Regions from separate parts of the Ovis aries genome. Here region 1 is linked to region 2. Evidence: chromatin contacts called from public Hi-C data. All regions are on one chromosome and are shown on one strand. The core of a region is the stretch at or near the end of the contact, and the rest is flanking DNA. Distances in the headings are between cores, read along the strand shown.

Region 1 (3,300 bases), core at 517-3,016, 39 kb after region 2:
ATTTCAGCTGTCAGTTTACAGGTAGGATAGAGAAGTTCTAAGAGTCAGAGGCCAAACTCAGTCTGATCAGAGGGTTCAGGGGCTAACCGCACCTCCTCTCCAGGAGAACACTCTGCTGTAACCTGAGATCCTGTCTAATTTGTTGAGGTAAAAGCCAAGACCTACCTTCTTCATTATAGTTTGGAAATGCAAGCTGGGGAAATAATTAACTTCAAAATTATGTGCACCTTACCCTTGGATAGACAGTCCACTCAAGCTTAAGGTCACTCTTCCTGGAGACTTTATGCAGTATACAAAATAGCATCTTAAATGCTTTCAGTGAAGTGAATAGATTACTTCACTGAAAGTCAATTATGTTGGGTTTTCCCATTTATGAGAGCTTTTCCTCTCTATGTGTTATTCTAACAAGAGTTTATATGACCATGTACAACAAAAGAGAGAGCCTGAAACTCATTCTGCCATGCTTGGGGGAAAAAGTGTTTTATCTTTCCCTTTTAAATGGAACATTTTCCTTCTGTTTCAGAAAACTTTTTAAAGACAGCTCATGCTGCAGATCATTTGCAAGGCTAGTTTATTCACAGGCCCTTAAAAATAGGACTTTTTAAAACTTTTCCAGGGTCATGCAACAGACTATGGATGTCTTGACCACAGTTAACATTCATAGGCAAAAATGTCCTCAGCTTTCTCTGTCCTCCTTTCTTCCAAGTTGGCCACCGTCTATAAAATCCACCGATTAGCAGTCAGAGCACCCCTACCCCTGGAGCCTGTGGGAACTTAGGAATTTCCACCCGAGCACGTCAATCCCCAAGGCCTCCCTCACTCTGGAAGAAATCCCTCACAACAAAGGACAAGGGAGAGGCCGGGGGAGGGGCGTAATGGACTTGGCCGAGAAGAAACGAGAACGCTGGCACTGAAGGGTCAGTCCGGGCTGCCCGCCGATCCCTAATCAGCACGAAAAGCCGCCGCGCCGGCGGCTCCTTGGACCGCGCCTGCGGGATGCGTGGTTCCAGCCCTTCGCCCCCCGCGCGCGGCTCCGAGCTCTTCTCCTGGGACGCTACCTCCTCCGGCACCGGTCCCGCACCGGGTTCCCCCACCCCAGCCACTCACACCCAGGTGCCGCCCCGAAACTCCAAAGCGGAAGCGGGGGCGGGGGGCAGTCGGTCTAGAAACTTGAGCGGAGCGGCGCGCGCGCACCCCAGCGCCCTGGGACCTGGACGGGGTCGCACCCCGAGGCAGGTCAGCCTTCAGCCTTAACTTGCAGCCTTTTGCGCAACGAAGGCACCCGGTGGAGGCGGAGGCTGGAAAGTGCCCCTCCTCGCCCTGCCCCGGCGCCTGACCGCACGCAAACCGGTGCGAGTGAAGTTGCGCGAAGTCCCCACTCCCCGCGCCCCGTCTCAGCGGGCTCCTGGGGCGCACGTGGGGACAGCCCCCCAGCCTCGAACTCTGCGCCCCCCGTGACGCCCACGCGCGGCGACGCCCTCTGGACCGCGGTCCTCCCCCGGCGCCCACCTCCGAGTGCCACCCTGCTCCCGCCGCCTGGCTCCCGGAGAAAAGTCCACAGGCTGTTGCGGGGAGGAGTGCAATCCCAGGCCGGCCGGCCGACACCCGCTTTCCTCCCGCGGCCGAGCCCCGGGGCGCCCCGCGGGCTGCACACTCACCCATGGCGCCGCGTCCCGCTGCCCGGCGGCCCCTCCGAGCGCTGGCGGCCGACGCAGCGCGGGCCCGAGAGCTCCGCGCGCCTCTCCTGCTCCGCGCCGCGCGAGTGACAGCCTCGCCCCTCCCAGCGGAGCCGGCTGCCGGGGCTCCTGGCACCCGGCGGCCGCGCAGACCCCTCCCTCTTCCCACCTGCTCGGCGGACAACTGGCTGTGGCCTCGCGGTTCCCGCCGCTCCCCTCCCCGGGCCCCTTTCCCGCCCTGATCACGTCCACTTGGCCGGCCACTTGCAAACACCTCCCCCTGGAATACGTTGAATCCACATTACACGCTCGCCGCGTCTCAGGGCACACGGATGACCTGGTAGCCAAGATCATAACCTGTAACCTGGAAACCCTAACCAGGAAAGCTGATTCCAGAGGAGTTTGATAGGATGATTTCCCTAAAAATCTTCTCTTGCTTTCAATACACTAGTTTTTCCCTAAATAACAATGTTAAGGTAACAGGAAGAGAAAATTCTCCCATGAATTTATATCTCTCTTCTTTCTTCTATGTTACATATGTTCGTTTCTATAACCTGGCAAGGCTGTAACGTCCCTCCCCGCCACACACACATCACAATATGCAAAAGTCACCTGGAAAATAAATGACTCAGTGCAAGGAGCAGTAGATGCTGCTAGAAAAGCACTGGGCTTGCCAACTGGAGGACGAGGTGGTGATTCCTGCTCTACCACTAATACAAGAGGACTCAGTTTCCTAATTTGTAAAATGAAAGATCTGGAAAAAGTGATCTCTAAGGTCCCTCAAGCTAAAAAAAAAAAAAAAAGAAATTATATAATTCTTTGGGTTATTGGCCTAGTTCTTACAGGATTCATACTGGAGAGTTATTTCAGTAAGTCAGTCCCCGAAGTGTCTTAAGCTACTTTTTCATACAGGACACACCCTAAAATACACAAATCTATGCCATAAACAGCAGAAGAATGAAATAAAGTGCATGGTTACTAACTTCCAGGAACATTGCTAAATAATGGAGAAAAATAATTAAGAGCATGTTTGGCAGAAAAACATGAAGAAATGCTGAGCACATCATTAACATGGCACAGAAACGTTTGCACAGCTATTCTTCACGTAATGGAAGAGACACACTCCTGGAAGGATATTGCAAATGCATTTCAGTTAAATGGAAATAGAAAGTTGTTCTTATGGGTGGGGAAAGGAAGTAGTTGATAAAAGTGTTCAATATCCCATTGAGAAAAGCATCACCCTTCTGGAAACTGACTAAATGAGCTGTGACTGCAGCAAAGAATAAACTTATACTGGATCCAAGAAAGATAAATGATGAATGTTTGGAGATTAATTCATAAGCACAGCTTTTGGGGACAACCACGATGGTGTGGTCACTCACCTAGAGCCAGACATCCTAGAATGTGAAGTCAAGAGGGCCTTAGGAAGCATCACTATGAACAAAGCTAGTGAAGGTTATGGAATTCCAGTTGAGCTATTTCACATCCTAAAAGATGATGCTGTTAAAGTGCTGCACTCATGCCAGCAAATTTGGAAAACTCAGCAGTGGCCACATGACTGAAAAAGGTCAGTTTTCATTCTAATCCCAAAGATAGGCAATGCCAAAGAATGTTCCAACTACCA
Region 2 (3,413 bases), core at 329-2,828:
ACCCAGGTCTCCTGCATTGCAGGCAGATGCTTTTAACTTCTGAGCCAACAGGGCGACAGAACAGAAGATTTTAGTAACTCCGTTTTTGGTGTCAGCCTTTTTGCTATAAATCGATAGCAAAGCCCCTTTTTTCAGGTGTATGTGGCAACACGCTCACATTAGTAGGGCACGAACAGGAACAGAAGGCAGCCGCTCGCTCCATGCCGAGCACCGGGCCTCAGCAGCTCCCAGGGCAGTCTGGGGGAGACCGCGGTCCAGACCTCCCAGCTCCCTGGAATCCCTGGCCTTTGAGTACGTTTTTTAGTCTCAAAACCATGCAGAAATAGGAGGAATATTTAAAGCAGTTTCAAAAGAGAACATCAGTCAAAACTGATGACAGGTATAAAAAATAAGCCATTTGAGAAGAGGTTTGGGTGGTTTTTTTTTCTTATAATTTATTGAGGCTAGAAAAGACTGAGGAAGCCAAGAATGTGGGTGTGAACAGTAATTATCTCTTTATGGAAGATGCAGCAAGATGCAATAGCGTAAGTTTCAGAAAAACAACTATAATTTATGAAATAGCTTCCTGTAAAAAAAATAACGTATCACTAAATAAGCTGTTAGAATCGGATGAATTTAATGAAAGACACAGAAATAAAGACATGATGTTCCTGTTTAGCACAATGTGTGGTGCTGTGCTAAGTCACTTCAGTCATGTTCAACCTCTTTGTGACCCCATGGACCATAGCCCACCGGGCTCCTCTGTCCATGGGGATTCTCCAGGCAAGAATCCTGTGTGGGTTGCCATGGCCCCTCCAGGGGATCTTCCCGACCCAGGGATAGAACCCGAGTCTCTTATGCCTCCTGCATTGGCAAGTGGGTTCTTTACCACTAGAGCCATCTGGCAAGTCCCTTTCCGCACAATAAGAACTCACTAAACATTTTCCCCACACAACTGAGTGACTCTCACTTTAAATTTCATAATTCTGGAATAGAGCTTCTGTATAAGGAATACAGGTGGGCTTCCCAGGAGTCGGATACGACTGAAGCGACAGCACCTATAGAATCACAAACCTTTTACAGCCCGTATTTCAATGGGAAGTAAATTAGGAAGTTAAGTGATTTCAAAGGTGGAAAGTCTCAACTAAGATAAGGCACCAAAGACTATTTAACGTTTCAAAACAAGCTTTAAGCGACTGGCACCAAGGAGTTGATGATAGTATCATTTTCCGTTCTTGTGTTCATTGCGTCAGCCCAGATGAGGCATCTGCCAGATGGGAAGCACTGTCCTCAGTCCTGGGATACAAGCGTGAATAAGACAGACACATCTCCTCCTCGTGTCCCTTCCATTCTGGGTAGGGATACAGCCAGGAAACAGGCAAGCTGACTAGACTGCTGCAGGAGCTCTGGGTGGCGTGACAGGGATGAACTGCTAAAAGGCTGCTTTGCTAGGCCGGTCAGGGAAGACCTTCTTGAGGCAGGGGAGGTTTCAGGGCATAGGAGCCAGTGATGTGATGAAGAGCATCCCAAGAATAGGGAACAGCAAGGCCAACTGTGCAGCATCTGAGGACATGAGATGACAGCATGTCTGGACCCTGGGGAGCAAAGAGCAGAACAGGACGGTGCTCGGCCGGCAAGGGAGAGCCTACAGGGGACCTGGTTAGGCCATGTTAGGGGCTGGATTCTTAAATGTATCAATCTTCCCAACAAATTGAAAAAAATCTGTTTTTTTTCCTTTTGGAATCATTTCTTAAAAAGTACCAGTTAGAAAGTCCAAATAGGCTTACTCACCCAGAACTTCCGTTCAGCTTCCTGCGAGGAAGCCAAGATTGCAGCTCCCTGCTGTACTGGACACAGAACAGGACAGGCACAGCATGTCAGGACCTGGAGCTGACCGTGTCCCACGTGCACCTGCTGAGTGAAGAGGGCTGCCTTCTCTATTGCTTCTTTCAAACCAGAGACGTCTCAACCATTGTCTCCATTCAAATCAATGAGATACCAGAGAAGGAGCTTCCTCATTTTCAAAAACTGCCTGTCACAAAATGTTAAAGCTCCAACTGGAGAGCCTTTTAAAAATAGCTAACATCTTCTCAATAATTCAGAGTAATTTTTATTTTTTTCTGTTCTCCTTAGTTTGTTTTCCATTTGTACCATTAGAAACTTCTAGTGTGATTTCCACAGCAACCACTAGAGGGAGAACTTCTACTGAAGAAAGTCATTTAAAAACACCTTCACTTGTTTCCTAAATCTGAACAACTCAAAAATAATGATGCCTCCCCAAGAGGAAAGATCATACAGGCATCTTGCAAATCTCAAATGTATTTTTTAATGAGTCTTGATAATAAGTAATAATATATATTCTGCAAAGAAGGGAATGGCTACCCACTCCAGTATTCTTGCCTGGAGAATTCCATGGACAGAGGGGCCTGCAGGCTACACTCCATGGGGTTGTAAAAATTGGACAAGATTAAAACAACCAACATTTTCACTTCAAAGATTTTTACATTCATAATTCATTTGCTTCTCCAAATGAATGACCAAGGGAACAGGTATTATGACCACTTGGCTAAAATTTAAAAATGCAAATGACTGAACCGAAGACAAACAAGATTTTAATTGAACAATCACATTAGGACTGAGGTCTGAGTATTTTTTTCAAATACATTATATTGTCTTCTTACAACTTTTTGTTGAGAAAATAGAAAACTTTATAGTCTCAGCTTTCCATCATATTGTAGAGTTCTAGATAAATATCTGGAAACACAAGAGACACTTAAATAACTACTGAATGTTGGGTGAGTTAACATATGAAAGAGAGTGAATGAATGAAGTTTCACTCCTTCTCTGCAGCGCTGTGTGCTAACATAGCACCTAGCCATAGGACACCTGTTCTCTTTCCAACCACACCTCATTTCCGAGGCAGCAGTTGCAAGGATGCCTAAGGATATTGCTTGCAGTTTAATAAGCCCCATGAAGAAGAGAGCTTTGTAATCCTTTCTCCAAGATCATGGAATCCTCATGTTATGGACTGAATGTTAGTGTCGTCCCCAAAATTCCTGTTAATATCCTAACTCCCCATGTGTCACGGTGTTGGAAGGTGGGGCCTCTGGAAGCTGATTAGCTCCTGGGAGTGGAGCCCTCATGAATGGATTAGTGCCCTTAAAAGGAATGAAAGAGGCATGAGAGAGATGTTCTGCTTCTCTTTGCCATGTGAGACTACAAGGAGAAGATGGCCATCTGTGAATCACAATCAGGGCCCTCACCAAGAAATCGACCACGCTGGCACCCTGACCTCAGACCTCCAATCTGCTGAACTGCACGAAATACCACCCAGTTTATGGGATCTTGTTATGGCAGCAGACAGATACACCTCTTCTTGCTCCACCTCTCTAGACTGATTTTAGAAAATTTAAACTAGGGAATTTTGATTATTC

Evidence for each region. A called contact is a pair of places that touch in the nucleus more often than the background predicts.
Region 1: a Hi-C map of hypothalamus shows a contact between it and region 2, with 3 times the contacts expected there. The contact joins the promoter of GPM6A here to the enhancer-like site in region 2. A contact is called at or near these places in 6 of 16 Hi-C or Micro-C datasets (blood, hypothalamus, muscle and 2 more).

What each region holds. Positions count from the first base shown.
Region 1 is chr26:6,810,210-6,813,509 of ARS-UI_Ramb_v3.0, forward strand. It overlaps GPM6A (glycoprotein M6A), which reads right to left and starts at 1,767. Exons shown (of 8, transcript XM_060407199.1): 1 at 1,659-1,767.
Region 2 is chr26:6,771,828-6,775,240 of ARS-UI_Ramb_v3.0, forward strand. All of the region lies in intron 2 of GPM6A (glycoprotein M6A), which reads right to left. Among named protein-coding and RNA genes, the nearest start is that of GPM6A, 38 kb to the right of the region's middle. Within about 2 kb of position 1,579, at least 10 of the 54 cell types and tissues checked have an H3K27ac peak or open chromatin away from gene starts, as enhancers often do. A contact at or near this core is called in hypothalamus, where this site is marked.